2 separate regions of the Mus musculus genome follow, and region 2 is linked to region 1. A link is a contact called in public HiCAR-type data. All regions are on one chromosome and are shown on one strand. The core of a region is the stretch at or near the end of the contact, and the rest is flanking DNA. Distances in the headings are between cores, read along the strand shown. Region 1 has its middle 88 kb from the start of Hmgcll1. Region 2 overlaps Hmgcll1 (3-hydroxymethyl-3-methylglutaryl-Coenzyme A lyase-like 1).

What was found. HiCAR-type assays count read pairs that join an accessible place to other places.
Region 2: a HiCAR-type map of fibro-adipogenic progenitors shows a contact between it and region 1, with 4 times the contacts expected there. The contact joins two enhancer-like sites. A contact is called at or near these places in 6 of 484 Hi-C or Micro-C datasets (embryonic stem cells, liver, psoas muscle and 1 more) and 2 of 115 datasets of contacts at active chromatin or transcription factors (fibro-adipogenic progenitors and heart atrium).

What each region holds. Positions count from the first base shown.
Region 1 is chr9:75,924,068-75,929,079 of GRCm38.p6, forward strand. No RefSeq gene overlaps it. Among named protein-coding and RNA genes, the nearest start is that of Hmgcll1, 88 kb to the right of the region's middle. Within about 2 kb of position 3,589, at least 29 of the 459 cell types and tissues checked have an H3K27ac peak or open chromatin away from gene starts, as enhancers often do. A contact at or near this core is called in fibro-adipogenic progenitors, where this site is marked.
Region 2 is chr9:76,098,190-76,103,311 of GRCm38.p6, forward strand. All of the region lies in intron 7 of Hmgcll1 (3-hydroxymethyl-3-methylglutaryl-Coenzyme A lyase-like 1), which reads left to right. Among named protein-coding and RNA genes, the nearest start is that of Hmgcll1, 86 kb to the left of the region's middle. Within about 2 kb of position 1,947, at least 8 of the 459 cell types and tissues checked have an H3K27ac peak or open chromatin away from gene starts, as enhancers often do. A contact at or near this core is called in fibro-adipogenic progenitors, where this site is marked.

The sequences.
Region 1 (5,012 bases), core at 2,339-4,838:
TCCAGAAGCTGTCAGGTTCTCTGGCGCACCCTCTCACCTGTTCAGACTAATTTCCTAAGTTCGGCGGGTCTCGGACCAAGATGGCGACCGCTGCTGCTGTGGCTTAAGCCGCCTCCCCAGCCGGGCGGGCACCTGTCCTCCGGTCCGGACGGTGGCTGGCTGTCCCCGGCCCACACAGGGTGCTGCCTCAGCGCCTCTGTGCTTCTGCCTGTTCCAGAAGCTGTCAGGTTCTCTGGCGCACCCTCTCACCTGTTCAGACTAATTTCCTAAGTTCGGCGGGTCCTGGACCAAGATGGCGACCGCTGCTGCTGTGGCTTAGGCCGCCTCCCCAGCCGGGCGGGCACCTGTCCTCTGGTCCGGAAGGTGGCCAGCTGTCCCCGGCCCACACAGGGTGCTGCCTCAGCGCCTCTGTGCTTCCGCCTGTTCCAGAAGCTGTCAGGTTCTCTGGCGCACCCTCTCACCTGTTCAGACTAATTTCCTAAGTTCGGCGGGTCCCGGACCAAGATGGCGACCGCTGCTGCTGTGGCTTAGGCCGCCTCCCCAGCCGGGTGGGCACCTGTCCTCTGGTCCGGAAGGTGGCCGGCTGTCCCCGGCCCACACAGGGTGCTGCCTCAGCGCCTCTGTGCTTCCGCCTGTTCCAGAAGCTGTCAGGTTCTCTGGCTCACCCTCTCACCTGTTCAGACTAATTTCCTAAGTTCGGCGGGTCCCGGACCAAGATAGCTTAATGTTTTTAAAGATTTAACTTTTAGGGAATAACAGTATATCTCAAGAAAAATTATTTAGCAAAGAATTGAGCAGATATTCGAGCAGAGGGGAATTAAAAGGGCAGAGTTCTGGCGATAAATGTGATCCACCTGGGAAGTATCTCTCACTTCAGGCTTCTGACTTGAGCATTAGTGGCTGTGCTATAAATAATATAGAAGAGAGTTGGTTTCTTTCCCATAGTGTTAAAGAATCTTTCTCCCCCCCCCCTCCCTTCTTTCCTCCTACCTTCTCCTCTTGTTTATTTGTTTTGTTTTTTGATGCTGGGTTTCTCTGTGTAGCCCTGGCTGTCCTGGAACTTGCTCTGTAGACCAGGCTGGCTTCGAACTGAAAGATCCCTCTGTCTCTTCCTCCCAGGTGTTGGGATTAAAGGCGTGCGCCACCACGCCTGGCTTTGTCTTTCAATTCTTTAACTGGAAGAAAAAAATGAACTTGATAAAGGCCCCTGGTGGTTGCATTAACTGCGGTAACCTAGACAATTGTTTTCTCAGAAACTCTCTTTAACTTGGGTCTAAAGAGGCACACCATGCACCAAGAGGCTTGCAAAGGGAATTTGTTTGTGTGTGTGTGTGTGTGTGTGTGTGTGTGTGTGTGTGTGTGTTTGCTTTTGCAAAAGGGAGAAACTCTAACAATTTTAAGGTCTGGATAGCATTGGTTTATGTTATATATGGTTCATTCATAGTTTTTAATTTTGTATCAAAATAAACAATGGGAAGAGATAACAAAAGAGGAGTTAGTATGAATTTTAAAGGCTTAGTATCTATAAAGCAAACATAAATATTTGACTATCTTTTCCTGGCTAATAGGGCTCATGTGTGTCTGGGTTTTGGTTCATTTTTCTAATATTTACAAATCCCATAACAGGTTTTAATTCAATTTTAGAATGGTAAAATTCTGTCACTACATTCTTTAATAAAGTACCATTAATCTGAAGGTGGAGCTGACATTATTGCATAGTTTAAAAAATTAAGTCAGTCCAGTCACCTGGATGTCAGTTGTCCAATAAGCAGGTCCGGGATAAGCTCTAGCAACAGGAACAGGGACATTGGGTTCCATACGTATTCCTGTGACACCCGAATAAAAGCAGACCATCTAGGATACACACTCAACTGAATGTAAAAATCGGCTTCAGGAGGCTCTTGGCAATTGTGAAATCTAACCTGAAAACTCTCCTCTTGTTATATATCTAAGAACATTTTATTCTTTGAGAATTTCAAACAATATATTTTAATCATATTCACTTTCTTTTTAGTAAAAAAAAACTAATGTTTGAGTGTTCTGCCTGCATGCACATATGCACACACACACACACACACAAAACTCATATTCACATGCGCACACTCACACAATACATGTACAAACTCACACACTCACATGCATACACACTCACTCACATGCATATACACACTCTCACACTCACATGCACACACATACACACATATACACATTCACATACACATGCACACTCACACACATTTCATATATCATATATCTCACATATATTCCATATATATACATTCCACATAGTATATATTCTCTGTATATATTATATGTATACACATTCCATATATATAGTAAATATAGTAAAAAGAAGTCTGTTAAGGATTTCTTTTTCAAAAATGTAAGCCTGACTATTAAACTTTCCTTTTGTATTCATTTACTTATTGAGGGAGCTCAAGCATTTCTGTGTTTGCAACACCTTCCAGAAAAGAATCCAAAACATGTCTTGAACCATGACATGTATTTAAGGAAAAGGTACCTGCTGATATAGCTTTCAAGGCCCAGGAGAAACAGATTAAGACCAGTTTCCCTGGGTTCCTTTCTCTGCTTCCCCCTGTTTTCCTGTCTTCTGTGGGGTTAGGAAGAAGTTCATTGTCACCCAGGACTCTTGTCCTTGCTGCTTTGTTTGCAGAGACAGATTCAGTTCAAGGTTTCCTCATGATGAAGTGCTGTGTCTGGTAGCACCAATGCTAGTGACTTCTTGTCCAAATGTTCTTACCAGTCTGCTCACGACAGTCACCTTCAATAGTCACCAGCAGTCTGCTCATACCCGTCATCTTTAATACTCCCTGCTTTGCTCGTTGTCTTTTTAGTAGCCAACCATCACCCTAAATGAACTTTGTCATTTCTCAGGAGCATCCGGCAGTCTCCATCTGAGCTGGAAGAGTCATGGATTCGCTTGTATTCTCCATGCACAGGCCTGAGCAGAGAGTCTGATTTCTAAATGATACGAATTGAACAATCCAAGGTTTCTAGTTAGATAAAAAGAATTTCAAATATCGACTACAGGTATGAAATTTCATATGTAATATTTGTGATGTGTGTTATTTTCCTAAAATAACAATACTACTACAACATAGAAATGAAAAATAATAAAAAATGTGAACTAAAACATTTTACAAACTACTTCCAATTTTCCTTTGTAGTAGTAATCAGCCTTTTCTTCTGGCTGAAACATTGGGCGTGTTCCTTGAATAGTCTTCTTCTTTTCTTGGATGGGTTACTGAGAAGGTATACTAACATATGAGTGCACGTGCAGCTTTTGGCTTTACGTTTCTGCCCATGCTACTGTTTGATGTGCACAGATGGGAAATTTCCTTTCTGTGAACCTCGGCATGCTGGGCCTTGCTTTGTTATTGTTTGACATTCTGAGACTGTTTTACACACATTTACAAAGAAAAATGTTTGGCCCCTGATAAACGAATGACAAGCTGATATACAGGCAGGAGGACTGTCAGCGAGGTTCTGTTAAAGGAGATCTGAACGTCTGGCCCCAGCTGTGCAGCTAGCTACTCACAAGAAATGACTAATCCTGGCTTGGCCAAAGTTAGTAATTATTTTTACTGTTGATGTGAAGATCAAAGGTTATTCCAGGAAGTCGGGCTGGGACAGTGTACTTTGCTATCTGACAACACTGGGGATTTAGCAAAGCTATCATTTGGGTCCCGGTTTGCACATTCACTTGGTGCCAATGCCTGAGGGTCGTGTAGCAGTGTAAATAATCTTCCTGTGACAGTCATTATAATTGGCTGAAAGTAAACGGATCTACTGGATGTGAATCATCATTGCCCTTTTTGCAAGCATCAAGTCCTGACTCTAAATGTCAGGGAAGCTGGGTCATAGTTTTAATAGTGTGCCGTTGTTTGAATCCTTATCATTAGTGAGACATTCTGACCCTTTTACCATTAATTTGTTTTGTTTTTTTTTACCAAAAAATTTATTTAAGAGCTGCCTCTTGTAGATCAGACTAATGCTTGAAGGGATTATAACGATTGAAAATTCACTGGAAATCTTAAATGTTTAAGTTGTCAATGATATTCATATATATACATTTTCCTCCAGACATGGATGAACTCTCACTTGGGACATACTCCTAAAAAGCACTGCTCACTCCATCCATGTTTCTCACCACATCTAATATATCTGCAAGTCCTGTCTCCAGTGATGTGTCAGACTGAGTATTCTCGAGGATAAACAATGAAGACAGAGGAAGTGTTACTTCCAAATACGGATTTGGTTTCTAATTCCTACTGTGCTAGACTCTGCTGTGAACATTTATGATGTATTATCTACTCAGTGTCTATATTCAAGCGAGCAATATTATCTTCATTTCTAGGTAGGTAAACTACGGCTCCCTAAATGACTTGTAATGACTTGTAGAGGCTGACTTACAAGAGATACCTGCTATAACTCAAAACAAGTCTTTCATAAAACACACAGGATGGTACCTAGCAAGACAAGATGATGATGATGTGTGTGTGTGTGTGTGTGTTTTCACTTTATTGTGACAAGTTGTTTTTGCATTTTCAGACATTTTTATTTTATAAGTCTGGTTCCTGATTCTATAGCACTTGTTCTCTATCCCAGAAGAGCATAGTAAATACATGGCAATGAACCTAGATAAGACACATCAACATTGTAAAGGTACATTTCTACAAGGATCTGTCAGTGACAAAGAAACCGCAGGACACTGCAAAGAAGGAGCAACATTTGAAACAGGACTGACTTTTGTCTATACCAACACTGTGAGTAAAGTATGTATACATAATATTTATTATCTTTTACTTATTGTTGTAATTTTAGATTATATATTGTATTATATATTACCCTACATTTAAACTAAAAATTTGAATTAATATATTTTTCAAATAAATCATAATAATACCATTTCTCCTTCCCTTTACTTCTCTTAATCTCTGCCACACATGCTTTTGTTCTCTCTCAAATTTCTTCATTTTCAATTACATTTA
Region 2 (5,122 bases), core at 697-3,196, 170 kb after region 1:
ACACAAGCTAAAGCCATCTCTGAAGACAGAGCATCAGTTGAAATATTGCCTCCATCAAATTGGCCTGAAGGCATGTCTTCAAGGGTATTTTCTTGATTCATTATTGATGTGGGAGAACTCAGACCACTGTGGTTGGTGCCATCTCTGGGTAGCAGAAGGAGACAAGAGTGACAGGGCAGTAAGCAGCCTCCTCCATGTCTTCTTCTTCCATTACTGACTTGAGAACCTGCCCTGACGCCCCTCAGTGATGATGGAGTGGGACCTGGAAGTTAGAAGATGAAATAAACCCTTTCCTCCCCAGGTTGGTTTTGGTCCCTGCGTTACCACAGCAACAGAAAACAGGTTAGGAGAGCATCTCCCTGTACTCTGGGCCCTGAGGGCTGAGTCAGACCTCAGGTTGCTCCCCTTTGGGGGTCACTTTCCTTTCAAGTTTTCTCATACCTATTGTTCCTGGCTTTTTTCTTCAGTCTTTTCCTGGTTCTTCTGTCACTAGATCTTTCTTTTCAGAATGGATACATGTGTTGAAAATTTTATATTCTAACCACAACCGCCGTGAGTGTATGTTCAGAAAAGGGGATTACAGAAGAAATACTGACAATGAATGTAGGCCCATATGGAGTTACCCAGTACATACATACTATTCAATGGCCTTTCCCCACACCCCTAGTCCCAAGAATCATTTGTGATGTCTAGATAAAACAAATCAATCCATAGAGAAATACATTTATTAATAAATAAGTTAAAGAAAATAAAGCATATCTATTATTTCTGACAAAGTAGATATTTTCCCCCTCCTGTTACTGTCTCTAGGTTTTAGCCTCTGAAATACATGTCACATGATAGCTAAATGTGAGGCTTCTAAAATACGAGCATTTAAGATGAACATTTTACTCCTCTAATTTGGGAAAACTATCAAAGTTGCCTGTTCCCTGTTTGTCTGCATCTGGAAAGCTGAAGTATTAATAGCATCTGGGATTGTTAGCCTTTCTTGCCATTGGCTCCATTCTTCAGCTCTCAATTGTTGCCTCCATAACTAAAATCAAAAATATCACTCAAGAATATCATTTATCTTTCTAGTGGAAGGCTGACTTCTGAAGTCAGTACTGAATCTAAAGGATAAAGTTGCGTTTTGTTTTATCTTTTTAGATTTTAGTGCATGAGTCCTGTACTTATGGTTTTCGTCCCCTCCTCTCCTCCACTAACTGCTCTTATATTCAAACCACTCCTCAAATTCATGGACTCATATTGTTAGTTATTGTTAAATATGATATGCTTGTAAATTTATAAGTACAACGCGCTTTAGTGCAGCTTGTATGTCCACATGTTTAGAGATGACCGTTTGGCATTGCACAACCTATCAGAGAGCTCACCCCTTGGTGTCACACCTCTTTTCGGAAAGAAGAAAATGCTTTATGTTAAGGAAAAATGCATTGACATACAGGCAGGGGTTCCAAGCAAGAAAATTAAGAGCACTGGGAGAGAATCTATAAGAAATTTTGCATTGCTGAAACATACAATTTAGGACAATGACAGATTACAGAATAAACACATATAACATGAGACAATGATGAACAGTGAGGTGCTATATTCTGGTGCCAAATCCTAACCGGCGTCAGCGTTAACTGATAATGATCTTGAACTTCATTTTTCAGGTGTCTAAGAACGACAAAGGGTTTTAAGGAGGAAGTAGATGATTGCATGTTAGACTCATATTGTAGAAACCCTCTTCTATCACATCTATACAGGATATATTCCCACAGCATAGAATAAAACAAATGATACTGAAGACTTTAGCATATCAGAACGTATTACAATAACATGGGGGACAGCGTGTTTTAACATGGTAGTAATAAGATCTCTTTGAGTGGTTAAGTATGAAAGCCAGAAAGAGGACAGAAACAGAGCTGAGTCTCACATGCCTTCAGCATGAGTGCCTGACTGGACAGTGATCAGGGATTGTCACGTGTATCCAGTTGTAAACTGCTACAATAGAAACACAGTTCTTTACTACCATGCCAGAGGGAATGGAAATTTAAATGGCCAAACAAAGTCATTGTGGCAGATTGTCAACTCAGTTCACAGAACTGGGCCCCAGTGTCTCTGGCACTTGCTTTCTCACTCACTCCTTTCAGCTGAGACTATTTTATGTTTTTTTTTTTTTAACTTGTCAAGCTTCCCATAGAACTAATTTCCTCCATGCACATCTGGTTGTAATGTTCTAGATTAGTCAAAATAATAAAATGTGCAAGGCATAATCATGGTCAAAAATCTACCTCACTCATATGGATCGATTGAGTAGGATGTGGGACCTCGGAGAGGCAAGGTCTCAAAAATATCATATAGAGTAGTTTTCTTCCATCATTGGCAGTAGCAGTGTTGCACACGACAGAGGCCAACTGCCATGACTTTGAAACCAGACAGACCTTGTATCAGATGACACAACTTGTGACTATAGATGGGGCATATGTATGTAAAAGAATGTGTGGAATAGTTTTAAGAAGACATGTTAAAACTGTTGCAAGTAGAATCTAAAGTCAGATTTCTATGAAAGTGAACGAGAGAGAAGATATCTAATATTGGGATAAACCAAATGAATAGATCATAGGAGAAACTGTTTCTTTAGAGACACAGAAAGGTATTCAAAATTTAATACCCATCCATGATTAAATATTGTTTAGAGTAAAACTAATTCAGGACTACTTAGAACTCACAAAGTGTATCTCAGAACTGTTAATGAACATTTATACTTAAGAAGTTTAAAAATGTCAGTAGTTACCAAAGAAGTCTTAAATAATGGTAAGGTTTTAGCATTTCAGAAAGTTACAAAATGTAATAAAAAGAAAAGGAAGCAATAAAGCACATTAGGAGTCAAAATTGTTATTCTAGTATTATTTTTCCCTCATAAGTTTTTACATATAAAATCCACTTGATCATATTTATGTCCCATTATTTCCCATCTTCTTTCTGATCTTGTTCTTCTTCCCCAAAGCTACCCCTCCTCCTTACATTTCTCTTTCTTGTAACACATTGCATTAAGGACTGCTTGCATAGCATGGGTGAAGGATTGTTTACATGAGCAAGAGTAACATATCAGTGGCCACACCATTGAGGAATGTGACTATATACAAGTAGAGCTTCTCATTAGGAATAGGGCTTTGAGGGCCCCTATTATTCATGATGGATTATTGACACATCCAGTCTTGGCTAGGTCTTAGGAAAGTAACCACAAATCCTGTGAGTTTCTAAGTGCTTATAGCCATTTCTAGAAGTCAGTGTTTTATCACACTCCTTTTTAAATCTTCAGAATCTTGCATTATTTTCACACTTCTGTGATGTTTCCTGAGCCTCAGAGGAGGTGTTGTACATGCACTGTTTAGGACTAAGCATTCATGAGTAACTTATGTTTATCACGTTGGTCACATATAAGTCTTTGATTTCATAGTCAAACAGTGTAGAGAGAAACTTCTCTAACCAAACCTGAAGGCAGCACACTCCAAGGCATGTAGAAGCAAATATTTAGAAGTAGATTCGTAATATACCCTTTCCATAAAACACCAGTGTTAGGCTCTCCTCTCCCATTACTCCTTACTGGTTTTCTAGCCTTTATGGGTATTCTAGTTGAAACACAAATATCTAGAGGTTCAAAACTGACATCCATATATGACAGAAAATGTGATGCTTACCTTTCTGGATCTGAGCATTCTCAATACGATTGTTTACAGTCCTATTCATTTACCCCTGAATTTTATAATCCATCTTTTCTTAAGAATTGAATAATACTTTTATAAACATGGATGCCCTTGAAAAAAAAAGAATTGAATAATATATCATTGTGTCAATAGACAACATTTTCACTGTCCATCTATCAGTTGATGGAAATTTAGACTGTTTCCATTTCCTGGTTTTTGTAATGAATATGAAAGAACAAGTCTAGAGTTCTGTGGTGAAGTCTAGAGTCTTTTGGGTATAAGTCCCAAAGAGTTATAGATTGATTGTTTAATAAATATGTTTCCAGATTTCCCTCCACTGATTTTCATATGTTTCAAGAAAGTTCATATAGAATACAGTGATATAAAAAGTGGAAAGAAAATAAGAAGAAGAGGGATTAAATGAGTTGAGAATGGGAAGGCAGAGCTAAGCAGGAAATGAGGAAAGAGATAATGGTATAGGCTTTTTGAAATAGCCTTAAGGAAAGCTATCACTGTAGAAGCTTCCTAAATGTGTACACACACTAATTGTGTACACATACATATATAATGTAGTTTAAACGACATTACCTACAATGGAGAACAATATGCCAACTAGACACCATGCATTAGCAAAAACAAACAAGCAAACAAAGAAACAATCCCCATGCTAGGATTACTTCTTTTTGAGTTGTTGACCAGTGGCATTCCACAGCCTTCCCCAAATTACAGCCTTTTGTCATTGCTCTTAGATATCCTGCAGAACATGTTGTTAAGACCTTCCTACTGAAGACACCACATACTTGAGTCATAGAACTTGGATAAATCAAGTTGGACTTTCTTGGAAGGGTCTTTTCTCCTGATTTGCCCTCCTAGTACTGGAAGCTGTTCTGCAGGCTGCCAAATGATCAAGTAATCACCACCCTCACCTAGATATGAACCCTGCAAACTACAGTAATGTCTGTCTTGAGAAGAGATGCCCATTGTTGCAATAGTGATACTGTGATGGAAACAACCAACTACTTTTTGATTTTGTCTAAGGCCCACTCAACAAGATGGAAACCATATGTGGCACTGTTAATGGAGCAAAAAGCTTGTAGCTACATATGTCTCCCTAGAGGAAAGCATACTACTATTATTTTGCTAATGGAAATAGTGTTAAAATGACTTCAAATGATACATTACTGTACCCACAGATCTGTGGATCTCACAACCCTCAGCAGACACACATCTTGTAATAGATGACCATTAACACAGAGACCCACAGCTGGCCAACCTGAACAGACTAAGTGGAGTACTCAGCTCTAAATGGGACTTCTGGATCTCATACCTCCTCCATAACTCAGAGATCTTTGTAGAAGAGAGTGCAAAAAGATTTTAGTAGCCGGAGGTAGTGGATGACTTCAAGGAAACAGTGTTTTCCTGATATACCAAGG